Linked DNA regions of Mus musculus: regions 2 and 3 are each linked to region 1. The links are chromatin contacts, called in public HiCAR-type and promoter capture Hi-C maps. All regions are on one chromosome and are shown on one strand. Each heading gives the region's core, a stretch centred on a gene start, on an enhancer-like site or on the middle of the called end of the contact. The rest is flanking DNA. Distances are from core to core; before and after follow the strand shown.

Evidence for each region. Promoter capture Hi-C pulls out the DNA fragments that hold promoters and counts their contacts. HiCAR-type assays count read pairs that join an accessible place to other places.
Region 2: a contact with region 1 is called in a HiCAR-type map of astrocytes, with 4 times the contacts expected there. The contact joins the promoter of Acadm here to the promoter of Negr1 in region 1. A contact is called at or near these places in 1 of 39 promoter capture datasets (hippocampal neurons) and 1 of 115 datasets of contacts at active chromatin or transcription factors (astrocytes).
Region 3: a promoter capture Hi-C map of embryonic stem cells shows a contact between it and region 1. The contact joins the promoter of AI606473 here to the promoter of Negr1 in region 1. A contact is called at or near these places in 3 of 39 promoter capture datasets (embryonic stem cells, liver and pre-B cells), 6 of 484 Hi-C or Micro-C datasets (all in embryonic stem cells), 3 of 115 datasets of contacts at active chromatin or transcription factors (astrocytes and embryonic stem cells) and 1 of 9 other capture datasets (embryonic stem cells).

What each region holds. Positions count from the first base shown.
Region 1 is chr3:156,559,771-156,564,872 of GRCm38.p6, forward strand. It overlaps Negr1 (neuronal growth regulator 1), which reads left to right and starts at 2,024. Exons shown (of 7, transcript NM_001039094.3): 1 at 2,024-2,582. The coding sequence starts at 2,425. 4930570G19Rik (RIKEN cDNA 4930570G19 gene) reads right to left here and starts at 1,917. Exons shown (of 4, transcript NR_040399.1): 1 at 1,706-1,917.
Region 2 is chr3:153,942,492-153,947,593 of GRCm38.p6, forward strand. Acadm (acyl-Coenzyme A dehydrogenase, medium chain) reads right to left here and starts at 2,152. Exons shown (of 12, transcript NM_007382.5): 1 at 1,905-2,152. The coding sequence starts at 1,934.
Region 3 is chr3:154,328,436-154,333,537 of GRCm38.p6, forward strand. AI606473 (expressed sequence AI606473) reads left to right here and starts at 2,386. Exons shown (of 3, transcript NR_040387.1): 1 at 2,386-2,628; 2 at 3,924-4,070; 3 at 4,479-5,102. It overlaps Lhx8 (LIM homeobox protein 8), which reads right to left and starts at 2,125. Exons shown (of 9, transcript NM_010713.2): 1 at 1,837-2,125; 2 at 1-6. The coding sequence starts at 1,917.

The sequences.
Region 1 (5,102 bases), core at 774-3,273:
GGGAGGCTGCCATTTGACAATAATTTCCCTAGCACAGCAGACGGTAAAGAAAAATGTTTTCATTCATCCGCAAATGACTAACATTTTATTGATGTTTCGAAATGCGGCTGAATACTACCGCACTTTCAATTCCCGAGCGGGTTCTGAGAATTAAGCCTGAATACTAATCACATCAGTAGCTCCTGCTGCAAACCTCTCCGTTAATTGCTGAGCCTCGCAGGGAATCTTCTGCAGGGTGGTGATGTTGCTTAGAGGCTCCTGGATAGTCAGTCTGGGTGGTCCCGGGTGATGTGAATTGCTGGCCCTACCCCATCTATCCTTAGACAACGTGATAAATAAAAATAAAAAATAAAAAGCCACCTTGGGTACCACCAACATCTATGACTCCTGCCTGCCTCATCAAGAGCTCAGTCTGGGGAGGAAGCCGGATGCTGACCCCTGCAGAGATCCTTGCTTCAGTGCGCTCTGCCGCGGGGCCCTGCTGGCGTTCAGAAAAAAATAAAAGAATAAAATAAATAAATAAATAAATAAATAAATAAATAAATAAAGGAGTTCAAATGAGCACCAGTGAAAGACGAATGTGTTTTGTAAATACCGCTACAGGCGGAAGGTGGGGGAAACCAAGTGGTGAGGGTAAGTTATTTCTAACCACCAGCTTCCCAAACTCCTCATGGGCACTGGAATCGCTGTTCTGGATTCAGATTCTCTCATTGATTTGCAAATCGCCTGGAAGACCTCTAGGATCTTAGGGTTGAAAATGAGTGCCAGAAAGGGGGTGGGGGGGGGGGAAGAGTGGACTATGGGGTGACCCCCGTGCCTTGTACCCTGTTTTGCCCTGACCTGGGCGTAGGCTAGCAGATCCGCGGGACACTGCTTGCCCCTTGAGGGGTTGAGGTTACTGCTCAAAGGATGCAGGTCCACCCCAACTGGGAGGCGGTGAAAAAAAAAAATACAACTGGGACTCTTTAAAGCCGAGGAATGCCTTGGCTTCAACCGAATGCGCAAGCCTTCCGCCCAGTAGGCTCAAATGGGTTAAACTGCCTCTTACATAACAGGACCGCCTAGCTCCACACAATTAAAACACTGATTGCAGCCTCCTCCAACTCTGCATCCCAGTAAGGCCCGCCCATCCCTCCCGTTGCGCCTGCGTGTCGCGCGCTCCCGGGCCCAGCACGCGCCCTGCACACTCCATCTCCCTCTCACAAGTGGACACTCTGTGCTGACACCACACGCGCACACACACTCATGCGCAAGTTAGTATCAAGACGCACAGAGAAGGGCAGGCGTTCTCCAGTACGCACAGGCGGACTCACACACGCACTAGCTTTCGGTCGGCATGCCCGAATCACTATACTGTCCCCGTAAAGCAGCAGCGCCGCCACAATCCCTGCTTATCTCCAAGAGAGGGTGAAAAGAAATACCCCCACTAAAGGAAAAATAAGGAACGGAGGGAAGGAAACAGGAAGGGGAGAGAAGAGAGGAGAGGAGAGGAGAGGAGAGGAGAGGAGAGGAGAGGAGAGGAGAGGAGAGGGGAGGGGAGGGGAGGGGAGGGGAGGGGAGGGGAGGGGAGGGGAGAGGAGAGGAGAGGAGAGGAGAGGAGAGGAAGAGAGAGAAGAGAGAGCTAACTGGCAGTTTATTAACAGCGCTATTAGCTAGTCAGGATTAAAAAAAAAATACAAGACAACAACAAAAAAAGCCAACTCACTCAGTCTCAGGCGTCATGATGGCGCCGACCCCAACTTGAGCACTTTAAAGTCGGGGGCCCGAGGAGCCGAAAGCACCAGAGGGCAGGCCTGGCCCTTATGCCCTGACTTCCCAGCCCCGCGGCTCGCAAAGCTCTCTAGTTCGCGCTGCCAAGCCGGACTAGACCTCGGCGTATCCTCAGTCGCCCTAGCTTCCCAGTCCCTCTTCTTTCCTCTTTTTGATCTATCTCTTTCGCTTCTCCGGCCCCCCTCCCTGCCTGGTCCTCCATCCCTGGGCGGGGTTGCTACGGAAACGGCCGCTTGGCAACGCGCGCGAGCCCGGGGGCCGCCGGCCGCTGCTGCGCCCCGCGCTGCCTGCGCCGCCTCCCGCGCTCTGCTCGCAGCCTCGCAGGACGGTGTGCGGCCGCCAGGGATTAGCCACGCTCCGGACGCGGCCGGGCGCCCCGAAGGAGGTGGAGCGCGGTGCCAGGGGGCGGGAGGGGAGGGAGGGAAGGCAAGCTGCAGAGGAGCAGAAAGGAGGCGAGGCCGGGGAAAGAGGGAAACTACGCCCGACAACTAGGGAGGGGGCGAGAAAGAGAAGAAACCCACCCACCCACTCAGAAAAAGGAAAAGAGGAAAAAAAATCTCGTGTGGCGCGCCGCCTGGTTATCGGGCAGCCTCGCCAGCAGCAGGGGGTGGGAGCCGACGCTGCCGGAGAGCGAGCAGCCTGGCAGGCACGGACATGGTGCTCCTGGCGCAGGGCGCTTGTTGCTCGAACCAGTGGCTGGCGGCGGTGCTTCTGAGCCTGTGCTCTTGCCTCCCGGCCGGGCAGAGCGTGGACTTCCCTTGGGCGGCCGTGGACAACATGCTGGTGAGGAAAGGTGACACAGCGGTGCTCAGGTAGGGACCGCGCGCCCTCTCTACACTTGCCTCAGTCTGTCTTTCCGTCCCTTTCCCTCTCTGCACCTTGCTTTACACCCAGAGTGAATCCTGCTGTTGCTCACGAGCAAAAACACCACACCTCAGGCTAGCCACGCATGACCCTTCCTGGGCTTCTCGGACCCCGGGGCAGGGGTCTGGCTGGATTAGGGAGAGAGGGAAAAGCGCTTTCCAAGCAGCCCGGGCTTAGGAAGTGTGGGGCTTGAAGGAGGGGCAGGTGCCACTTTGGAGCCAGGTCTCCGCTCTGCTGCCAGCGGTACTCCAGGAGTCTGACAAGTTTACAGGGCTTGTTTCTGCTTCACTCCGTAAGCGACTTTTCTCAACTGCTGGCTCTGTGCTCCATTTATTTTCCCTCTCACTTGAACAGTAAGATCCAAATATTCCATTCAGCTTTTTTCCCCCTCCTGTAGCTGCTTTCCTTCTGTGTTTCCCTCTTCCTCTGTCCCCTATCCCATTTCTCCAACTCCCTCTTCAGTCACCCCTATTGCCTCCAGTCTCTGGTTTACTCCTATGCTATAGTGTTCCCAGTGTTTCCCTCACACCTTAGTTCCTGTCATTCCTTATTCTCCCTGTTTTTCCAGATTTCCCTTTCCACTAATTTCCGGTCCTCACCATAGCCCTTGTCTTCCCCTCCCAGACCATCATCTGTCTCCAGCTTTGCCTCCCATGCACTTTTCTGTCACACCCACACTCAAGGTCCAGTACCATATTCAGATCCCATAAATCTCGATTTTATGAGCACACTCCCTCTCAGCTCTCCCATCCTCTCATACACTGGCACTTCCCTCCTGTGAGAAATGATTCACACTCAGAACCCCCCCCCCCAGTGTTTAAAGGATGCACACTCCACACTCACTCCACACGTGCACCCCCCAACCCCCAACACACACTTCCCTTTCTCTTCTGTCTGTAGTTTTGCCTCTTGTCTTCCCCTATTTTCACTGAGCTGAGCATGAACAGAGTGTTTGTCGGTGAAAGGTCTCCCTAGCCTGTTTTCCTCAGAAGCCACACTACCAAGTATGCCCAGGGGAAGATTTCCTTTCCCATTGGATATAAATTGATGACCAGTCAAGCTTAGCGCTAAACAGGGCTCCCTGCCCTGCCTTGCTCTTCACTTCCCATAGACCCACCTACACTGTCCCCCTGCCTCCCCCCCCCAAAAAAAAAAACCTGGCTTGCTTTGCCAATATCCCTGGAAGATCTTCACTCTCTCCACTGGGTGGTAGTTTGCTTTTGAGTACAGATTACAGGGAGCCAGTATAATACATGCATGTCTAAGGTGGGGAAGAATGCTTATTTATGGTTGAAACAGGCAACGTTTTAAATTTAAGGATGTAGGTTTCAGGCATGACTTAAAGCTTTTTAATTGTTTTTGAGGCCAATTACACAGGACAATTTTAATATATGCTAATACCTTATTTTAAGAATATATTATTCTTGTTAAGTGTCGGAGAACACAAAAGTAATGCATTTCTGCTACAGTATAGAAGAATAACTTTTCATTTTGGACAAGGGTGAGGCGTGCTTTATCATGGAGCAGCTGAGAATTGAATACCTTTTTACTCATGTTCTTAGTTTCTTTGTAAGTTTGATCATCAGCTTTGGAGGCAAGCTCAGTTACAGAAACTGAAATGTGCGTGTGTTTGCAGTAGCAAATGGCTAAAATATGGCAAGCATTACCGTTTTCAGCCTGAAGGATTTGATCTCTCACTCACATTGTGGTGATAAATCTTGGCAATCCCCTTCGTAATGAGCAGTTTAATAAGTGTTACGGTCAACGGAAGTATCTATCGGGAGCCTGCTCTGCTTCCAGGAGACCTTCACTCTGACAGTGTAGATCTCCAGGCTTGTGGGGAGCATTCTTACAGTGCTGAGTTTGGTGTGCTTCTTGCTTGCTTACAGGCTTCAGACCTCATCCTTGTATGACGAACCTCGAGCTTTGTAGCATTTTAGAGAACTCTCGACTCTCGAAACTTCCCAGTGATATTGTCTATATTTTAAATATCGTCTTTGTCACTGGAAGCAAATTCTATCTGCTTTATTCTTTTACATCAATTTTACAATCCTATAGAAATTCTCTAATTATTGAACTTTTTGATCCCCCAAGATCTAGGGACAATTTTATCATTTATTTATAGAAGATTGCATGTTCATTAAAAACTTGACCATTGCTTTCAGTTTCCTGTGACTTCCTCAGCCTCAGGTATTGACTTTGCTCATGGGCTGATACAGGTGGGCTTGGGGAAGAGCAGATGGTGGCCAGCTCAGGGGACACCCTTTCACTGGAAGTAAATCCATCAGGATATATATATTCAATTTATTGCTGATGCTATCCTGTAACTCACTAGAAAAACAAAACTATACCCCACAAACATGTGGCCCATCCTTATCAAAGTGTGTGAATTGAATCCCTAAGAAAGCACTTACCAGGTCGATATGACAATCTACTGTCTTTTTTATTATTATTACAGCACAATCCTT
Region 2 (5,102 bases), core at 902-3,401, 2.6 Mb before region 1:
TAAATGAGAAAAAAATGTAAATTGCTCAGTCATTCTCATTCTCTCTCTCTCTCCCTCCCTTCCACCCTCCCTCCTTCCGTGTGTGTGTGTGTGTGTGTGTGTGTGTGTTCAAGTGCAGTTTTTGGTGGTGCTGTTTGTTTTGTTTTTGAGACAGGTCTCAATACGTAGCTGTGGCTGATTTGGAAATTTACTTTGTACACAAGGCTGGCCTTGAACTCCCAGAGAGCTCCCTAACTCTACCTTCATAAATGCAGGGTTAAAGGCTTGACCCACCACACCAGGCCCTAATAATTTGGTTTGTGTTCCTGTTAGGACAAGTTCTTTTGAAGTAGTTTAGGATAGCCCCCAAGCCCACCGTGGAATCCAGGCTAGCCTTGGGATCTCAATTCTTCTGCCTCTACTTCCGAGATTAAATGAAGACCACCACTCTACAAAACTGGTCAGCTGCATTTTATACAACTTAAGTGGCGGGCCCATTACTGGGCTCCTTATATACTGACATTAGTCATTCAATTAGAGTAGCTTAATGCACGCACGAGCCTGCTCATTGCTTGTGCAGAGAGGATGTGCAGGTCTGTGTGTGTCTGTGTGTGTGAACACACCTGTCTGTGTATGTGAGTGTGCACGTGTCTGTGTGTAGACAGCTTAGAAACAATAAAAAAAAGAACAGGGTTAAAAACTTAGCATTACAACATAGAGTTTAAGTTTTGCAAACACCCGTCTGGGAACAGTTCCAAACACACAATTTGTATTTACACCTGAAAATCAGGCTCACTAATCCTAGGAGATAACTGGAGATTATTAAAATAAGACAGCCAGGCTTGAAGGCAGAGGTGAAGCTGTGAGCGCCGCACCACCCTGGACTACAAAATGAGACCCAATATAAAGAACGACGACACTCTGAAACTCTAAAGTCAGAAGAGAATTGCGTTTATTATTCCTGGCTCTCTGCCAAAACCAAGGAATTCCAATATGGGAACACTACTAACTTTAGTCTTCAAGCCCGCAACTACAGCATAACTAAGTAACGAATTACTTAGAAATTTGACTCTTGGTTTTATCCCGGTGTGAAAAATAGGATAAAGGAATGCATTTTCTGTTTTGTTATGGTGTTAGACTTTCCCTCTCTTGTCCTTGGAGGCACCAAGAAACCTGTAGTTCTGTTGTCAGAATAAAAAATAACTTTAAAACCCTTCAATTTCTGCTTTCAGAACCTGTTGAGTTGTATAGTAATGGTGTTGTAAATTCTAAAACTACAGCTTTCGGTGCCAGAGGCAACTTCAGTCCAGTTTTAGGTGGTATAAATGGAGGTTTGTACGAACACATCGCTAATATAACAAACTAGTGGTTAAAACAGCTTAGGAGACAAAACTCTGCAGGGTACAACATTTAGAAAGCAAGCTTCATGAAAATTCTTCGGTAGGCTTGTCTCCCTTTTGTTTTTTGGAAGGGTGCCTGTACATCACAAAACCACAGGCGTCCTAACCCTGTTGGTGCGAGCGGAGCGGCCCACTTCCCTTTCCTTCGTGTTGTGCCTGTGTTCTGTGCACACCCAGGATCAACCTGTTTGGATCCTAACACTTGTTCACGCCCGTGGCTACAGAACCACACACTGATGCCTTCCTGGGGTGGGACTACAGTCAAAGTTTTTTGGAAGTGATCGCCTCTGCCACAGCAGGGTTCTGACACCGGGTTCCCTTCAAGAAGCGTGGGTGACTGGAGAGAAGTGGCTGAGCCCATTGACCCAGAATGAAGCAGGTCCGCAGGGCCACGCCTGCAGGGGTCAGAGCCCGGAGATCAGTGAGGGAGGGCGGCAGGCAGCGCGGGGGGACGCCCGCAGGCTCCCGCTTTCCCCCAGGCCGCGTAGGGCCGACCCTCCCGATACCACCCGGTCACCCGCTCACCCTGCAGCCTCTGCGGAACGCCGCTGCCATGATGGCTCCTCGATCTGCTGCCTCCGACCACCTCCGTGCAGCAAGCAAAACGGACGGGGGTCCCGCCCCCAGGAGGCGTGGCTTGGAGGGAGGAGAGGGGCGGGCCTTAGACTCTAGGGGTGCGGAGGCGTGCGGGTCAAAGTCTGCAGACCTCGGGGGCGTGGCCTAGGGAGTCCCTTTACACACAGATGAGGTCTGAGCTCTCAGACTGACTTCGGCTGAGAGACAGAGGGATGACGGGTCCAAGCAGAAGACCTTGGGCGTGGTCTTTGCAGGCTCAAGGGGTGTGGCCTGGGAGGCGGGGCTAGATGAGGGAGGGTCTCGGGTCCGGACCTGGGCCAGAAGAGGGAGTGGCCTGAAGGCCCTCTGCGCATGCGTCCTGCTCCCGACCTTGCCCGAGCCTAAACTTCTGTGCTTGGCCCGGAGAAGAAGACTGTGTGCCCAGTGTCACCGGAGCCCGAAGGTCACGTTCTTTCCAGAGGGCTGCCCGGGAGAGCTGGACCCGAATCTAGGCCAGAGGGCGCAGCCAGACGTTTCTAGCAGTCAGCTGTGACCTTTACTTGGAGAGTCAGATTCTTTATGGCTCCGGTATTCACTGGAACAACAAATTCTGGGCTAGATCGATAGGTAGTCTGTACTCCTTAAAATTTAAATAGGAAATTAGCTGCATGTGTAGCCAGGGCGACTAAGACATCTCAGTGCCAGGAGACTGAGAAGGAAGATCACTGCGAGTTTGAGGCCAGCGAGAGCCAAGTAGCAAAACCTAAACAAACCAAAGCACAATAGTGTTTATTTCATCTATTTTTCTGAACGTTTTCAAGGCTACTTATTATCCACTTATATAGATGTGGGAAGCATCCTTGGGAACCCAAGCTGAGCCTATCCAAAAGCTCCCCAGACAGTGAACATTGGGAGTGAAATTTTGCTCATGAGTTTGTAAACTTTGCTTAAATTCCCATTGTCTTCCAGTTAGACCTTGTGTCTGAGATGGTAGCTGTGGTGTTATAAAGATGAGAGATTATAAAACTTCTTAGTGTTGGGTACCTTAGTTGCCAAAGATTAAGCTGTCAATAGTCCTCTTGCTCTCTGCTTCAAGGAACTGGGAGACAGGAGCTTATTTTTGAGACTAATGAACAATGAAAAATTCTCATCTTCTCTCTGTCTTACCTGTAGCATTGTCAGGCACACCAAAGCCTAGAAAAGGTATGTGGATTCCATTGTGAGATAAATGCTCAGATCTATAAGATTAATCTTTCAACATCAACAATCTTTCCTGAAACATAGTTTCTAATGGTTGTAAGGGAACATTCCAGAAAAAGGTATCTTCCTTTGAATGGCCTGCTAGTCTGATGAGCTGTTTAAACCTCTGATTGTGGAATGTTCCAGGTCCACAAACAACATTATCTGTGCCATTTTTAGCCTCCTTGGCAGCCATTTATTGCCTTCCTTTATGTGTAAGCTAACAGCTTTGTGACCATTAGGTACATTCTTTAGAATATTCAGGCACACACCTACCTCCCACCAACCAGATGGCAAATGTTGTCAGATAGCATTGGAAGCCTATGGCTTTTTTTTTTTTTCTGTAACATTTCTACTAAAGTATTTGAAAAGTACTTTGATGTAAATATGACCTTCTTTGCTCTGTTTCCATTAAGCATCTTGATATTGCTACTTCATTGGAACAGAGACTTTGGGGTAGCCTGGAGAGATGCTTTGAGAGCGTGTCTCTCTGTCTCTGGTACAGTGTGTTTGCTTCACCTCACATTCACTCTCAAACAGGAATAACAAGGGTTAGCGATCTTACAATATTTGACTGACTGTATAGCATTAAGGAGTTGGACCCAAAGTTAAGAGAACAGATGCAAATGAAGGTAGCAGACTTTTATCCTTCTCAGCAATCTTTGAGCCCAAGTGAAGAGTTGGAGCTTTTTTTTGGGGTGGGGGGGAGTGTTGTTGTTGTTTTTTTTGAGACAGGGTTTCTCTGTATAGCCCGGGCTGTCCTGGAACTCACTTTGTAGACCAGGCTGGCCTCGAACTCAGAAATCTGCCTGCCTCTGCCTCCCAAGTGCTGGAATTAAAGGCGTGTGCCACCACCGCCCGGCAAAATTTATTTATTTATTACATGTAAATACTCTGTAGGTGTCTTCAGACACCCCAGAAGAGGGCATCAGATCTCATTACAGATGGTTGTGAGCCACCATATGGTTGCTGGGATTTGAACTCAGGACCTTCGGAAGAGCAGTCAGTGCTCTTAACCGCTGAGCCATCTCTCCAGCACAGAGTTGGAGCTTTTGGGTAAGAGCAATTTCTAAGAATTTGATTAGTCTCAGAACTAATTTGAACATAACACGCTCCAACTCTAAATATTTATATAACACATTGTCATGTGAGTTCTGTTGTCACATCTGTCTGGACAGTTAATCTCTATCATCATTTAATATCCAGACATAGTCAATATGTGCATTTCTCCAGTGACTTTTACATGTAATTTGTTTTCAAACCAGAATTCTATGAATGTTTTCCTACTTCAAATTGGTTTTAACTTCTTCTATTTTAAAATTTAATCAATCTTTAGCCAACAATAGCATCTTTTTAAAAAATATGTATATTTGTATGTCTCTGTGCACATTGAGGCCAAACGATGATAACGGATTCCCTGGAACTGGATATAGGTGATTGCCAGCTGCTGGCTGTGTGTACTGGGAACCAAACTTAGGTCCTCTGCTCTTAACCACTAAGCTGTCTCCTCAGCCCCCCTCTTGTTTTCTTTAAGAGGCCAAGCCAGTTGTCCTGAACAATGGCCCCTGCTGTACATTCATATTACTTCACATGAGCAAGTCTTTAATGTCAGCTTTGTCTCCTGATGATGGTTGGTTGTAGCAGTGAGTTTAGCTACACCACTTTGGCTCCTGGCGGATTTCACAGGATCTTTGGATTATCGAATGAAAGACACACACACACACACACACACACACACACACACACACACACACGTTGATTTTTGACTTGCCACAACTAGCTCAAAGGTTGGGCACTCCTAAACTTTTACCTAGTACCCAACTCCAATTGGGAAAGTGGCCAGAGGCCACTTCTTACAGGGCTGGTTGGTTTAATCTACTGTAGCTCTTCTGTCCCATCCTCCTCTTTTGAGTCATAGTGAGTCTCCAT
Region 3 (5,102 bases), core at 1,136-3,635, 2.2 Mb before region 1:
GGGGCACTGCGCCGCGAGAGCGGGAAGGCAGGGAGGGAGACAGCGGTCAGGAGCCCGCGGCGAGCACGCGGCGCCCCGCAGCCCGGGCCCCACCGCGCTCTTGAAGGGCGCGCACGAGGGCGGCGCGTGCGAGCGCCGGCACCTGAGCCCGGGCGCAGCTGGCCGGCCAGCGCGCAGCCTCCCTGGGCCGCCGCCGCCAGCGGGCGACTCGAGGACTGCGCGGCCGCTGCTCCCGGCTCGAGCCCCGCGCTCACCCCGGCGCGCCGGCCCCCGCCCCCCACCGGGGGTACCCAGCTAATAACCGGCCTCGGTGCACAAAGCGATTGCTTTCTAGACGTCAATCACCCGGGAGCGGGGAACACCCGGCTAAAGGGGGCACGGGGCGGGGGGAGGTGGAGTGAGAGAGAAGAAAAGATGACTGAGGAGGGGGTGGGGAGAGAAACTTGATTTCTTTAATAACCTCAATTAAAAGAGCAAGACACACATATATTTTTTAAAGGGGGGGCTTTTTGAATAGGATAGCCCAAAAGGTGAAGAGGTTTAATCGGATACTTGAAAGCTAATTACAGTGGGATTTAAGAAGCCTGGTGTTTGTTCCGACAATTTGAATGAAAATGCTTCAGATTAAACGGAGCCAGCAGCTCTTTGGTAAACTTGAAGCAATTAGAACCGTAAGCGATTTACACTGGTTTCTTTAAGGTGTGAATTGCCACTTAGTGCTCAGTAAGTCAACATTTTAGCTACTAAAGGATTAGTTTTAACCAGTGCAAAAGCGGGCCGAATAATGGAAATATCCAGCTGAATTTAATTTGTTCCATTAAAAAAAAAAAAAAACTCACCCAATGCGGGTCAGAATATTTTAGAGCACGCGGACGCGTCGCTCAAGTGTCCCCAATCCCTGGCTGCACTTTCAGTTTTGTTCTATAAACGAATGCAATCTCTCTGAGAAGTCTAGTTTAGGGCGAGTGGGTCCGCGGATTCCAGCAGCCCACACCCCTCGCTTTTGCGTCCCTTTGTCTCCTTTTCCTCTGTCTTCCGAAAGCTCCAGGTGAGCCAGCGGCCGCACGCCTGGGTAGCCCCGGCGCAGCTGCTCCCGGGCGCGTCTTCGTGGACAGAAAGCATCCAGACAGAAACGCTACCCGCAACCGTCAGACAAACACGAAGCCAGCACTACTCTGCCCATGTCCAGCCGATACCCCCACCCCGGCCCTGCTCTCCAACAGTTTAGGAACCGAGTTCCACCATAAAATGCGAGCACCCACGGGTCTTGCCTCCGGAGTAGGTGACAGCTTGCCAGGTCTCCCCGTTAGGCTCGCCTCGTACTGCGAAATTTGCCCTTTTGGTATTTCCAACGAAATCGTTCTTTTGTCCCTTTCTAAGAGCGGGCGGGCCCTGGAAGACTCAAGTCCCCAGGTCTGTCGCCGCCGGGTCTCAAGCCCCACATTCACCTTATCCGTGGCAAGAGCCAGCGTTCAGCAGAGCGCAGCCATTGGTATCTGGTGCCCTGAGACAAACACCTAGACCCCCGGCCCCTGCCCCAGACTGCCGCGAACAGCCCGTCACGTAGAATACAAGCAGGACTCACGTTGCCCCGTGAGCGTCTTAGGCTCCAGGTTTCGTCTCCCAAATTAGAGTGTCCATGCCTTAGGTTAAGTGAGCCCGTGGGGAGGGGACGGAGTGATTACTACCTAACGCTACTACGTAATAAAAAAAATTGTCAGGTCTGGAGACGAGGCAGTGACAGGTAGTTTCCCAGCCTGGTTTAGGGGCCGGACAACTCTCTTCTCTCAAGGAAACTCCTATTCAACAGATCCCGCCCGGTGTAGGCTCGCTTACCTTCTCGCGGGGAACCGCCAGCTCCGGCACTTCCTTTCCCTCCAGCTTACACACAAACATCTGATCGCTCTTCCAATACATGGCCCCGCAGGCGCTGCTCGTCACATACCAGCTCCAGAGGGTCAGAGGCTGTGGGTGTCCGCAGTGTCCCCTCCTCCGCCCCCAAAGGCCAAGGAAAGCTAACAGGCAGAACAGCGATGCCACCAGTGTGTCTTGTTCCAAAAAGGCCACAGTGACCGTAACCACTCTCTGACCCACTGTTCTTCCTCTCTCAGCCACACTAAGGCCTGTCCCTCCAGGAAAAGAGGGAAAGTTGTGTTTTCCAGAGGGTGGAACCTCGCAGAGAGGAGGGGGTGTGGGGGAAAAGTCTTTTCCTGAAGGGACAGCCTCACCTCCTTATGAAAAACCCGCCTTCTCTACATGTTAAGATCTTTATCTGCACCAGACAACTTACTCTGAGTTCAGTGTTAAAGGTGGGGGGGAATTGCGGATGTCCGTTAACTTGCCTTTTTTTTTTCTTTTTAAGAATAAGCTTTCTGCCTCTGAGTTGTCTTTAAATTCTCGCTCCCCAGCCAAAACCTAAACAAAGATTCGGGTTACAGCTCTTTCAGCGGCTCACGGAGGGAAAGCGGAGGTCTTCTGGATTCCCAAGTCTTAGGTCTCCCTAAATGCGCACCAATGGTTCTCTCTACATTTTCGAAAGGTTTTCCCGTTAAGATAATGAAGGGACAAACGAAGGACTAGATTTGATTCGCGACTAGATTTGAAATCAAGGATACAAGAAAAACGAAAGTATGTTACGATTTTTTTATTTTCTTTAATTCTAGACAAACGGTATGCCATAGATAGACTGCTGCGCACTCCACATTCCCGTGCTTAAGTGTGAACGTTTGAATGTGAGTAGGGTAGAGATAATTTTTATCTGAATTGGAAAGTGTGAGGTTTTTTGTTTGTTTGTTTATGAGGTCTCACTTTGTTTATAGAAGAAAAATTTTGTAAGAAGTTATTTTTTAATTACTTTTATTTATTTGTCCCTTTAGATAAGCAAAAGAGAAACGTTTGGAATTTAAGTGATATAAGAACATCCTGGAGTCAGTTTCTCAAGCCTTATAACAAAACCATGCTTTTGTTACCTTAGTTAGACAGAAATATATGTAGTGAAACACAAGGAAGAGCAATCTTACTCCCTTGTCTTATTTTAGCGGGAGAAGAAGAACCCAGACCAGCCATCAGGGGTAGTGGAGGGGCCAGCAGCAACTAATGCTGACCACACTTTCTCTGGACAAAATGAGCATTGGGGTGGGCAGGGATTAAAGGTTTTCTTTGATTGCCCCTTTCCTCCTTAAACACAGAGGACGTTTGAACATACGCCATCTCGGCTCTCCTTTTCAGCCATTACATACACTTTCATATTAGCACCCTCTGGCCGATGCCCATCAGGAGATCTCCATTAAATTTAGCGTGGAGTATGAGGGACCTGAGATTTAAGAATCGACTGTATTCTGGTAAAGCATAGAACGGTGGAGGTTTGGACCGACTGCCCGAAAAGCTAAATAGTGGTTGTTGTTGCTGCTGCTGCTTCTGTGGCTTCTGCTGCTGATTTTCGTCAAAAGCGAAAATCAGGAGTGGGTGAGGGAATCCACATAATAAAGTATTTTCCATACGATTCTGATCAGAGATGAGAGAGAGAGAGAGAGAGAGAGAGAGAGAGAGAGAGAGAGAGAGAGAGAGAGAGAGAGACTGGTGCGGAATGCTGGCTCCAGCAGGTCGGGCGTTGGACCGACTCCCTGGATGAGGAACTAAAACTAGAGTCTAGCTTGGAGAATTACTTACAGTCTTTTGTGCTAAGTATTGCAACGTAACTCTGAAGTTCCCTTTGCCTGCTAGCGAGAATGGTCTGTGCCGGTCATCTGGAGAGCCCAGCGCGCTAGAGCTTTTGGGGGACATAGGGAGGGGGCGCCGTCGTGTACGCCGCCTTTCCACCCACCCTCGCCTAATCAGGCTGCTCTCAATCAGGTTTTCAACATACTAATCTTGATCTGAGAGCTCCTATCTCTGCATAAGTGGAGGAAATGATTCTTTTTTAGAGGCTTCCGGGCTTAGAGAAGGAGGACGTCAGACTGGAGTCTAAAGGGCTGGTCTGGCGTCCGCCCTGCTCCCGGCGCCCGGCGGGACTGCGAACTCACCAGCAGCATAATTGCCTGTGTCCAGCGCGCTCCAGGGGCTACCCCGTGGTAAGTGCGTTCCCTGTCCTGGCGACCGACCGAGGCTTTGGCTTAGGGTTTGGGCTGGAGATGGGCGGAGCAGAAAGTGAAAGTTTTTACTAGGAAAGTCAAGGCTGAGTTGTGGGGTCTTGGGCCTAATGACCTTCTGACCCTGCATATACCACTTGCTTAAAAAATGTTTAGCTTCTCCATGCCCGCAGGCAAACTAGAACTCACTGCTCCTCGGATCAGACAGAGAAAAAGTTCGCCTTCTGTTCTTTCCACATTTAAGTGTTTGAGGTAAAATTTACAAAGCACTTTTCTTAAAAAAAAAAAAAAAAATCAGAATGAGAGTTTTAGCCCCCGCACGCCAATTGAGATCAATTTTGAACGAAACACAGTAAAAATGTATATATATATTATCTTGCTTGTCTGTAGGTGGGAAAATAAATCGGCCGTGCCTTGTTGGTGCCTTCCTATTGGACTGAAATTTCTAGAAGCCACTGTTCATCAAATGAAAACCAGAGAGGAAGGCCCACTAGGAGGTCGGCCAACACCCTGGATTTCCTGGCTCTCTCAAAGGATTGAATGGGGTAGGAAAGAAAACTATGTCTGTTCCGGGGCTGTGCGGCTCGCTTGCAAGTTCGGAGGCACTAAGTGTGCCCTGCTAAAACCTTGGGGTGGGGTGCAGGAAAGGGTCTGGAGCCCGTCGAGCCAGGCCTTCGTCTAGGACCCGAGAAAGAGAATCTACCTGACACTCAGAGCTTCCACCTTGGCGAAGAGCTCCCTAATTGGACGGCGAGCTGCTGAGAAATCTGCGGTCTTCTAATAACCCGTCTTCTCCTCCTTGGCGATTCCTATCAAAGGCATAAAACTGGTATTTTCATACCCGGCTCGCAAGGCAGGAGCCGTTTATGAACATCAAGCATCAATGGGGCAGAAAAAGGCTGCATTGACAGAGTTCTCTGGAGTTCGATATTTAAAAGCAATAGATCCGAATTAGAAAATTATTACTTGAAGTAGTGAAAGTCCCCGCCAATTTAACTATTGAACTCTGCGCGT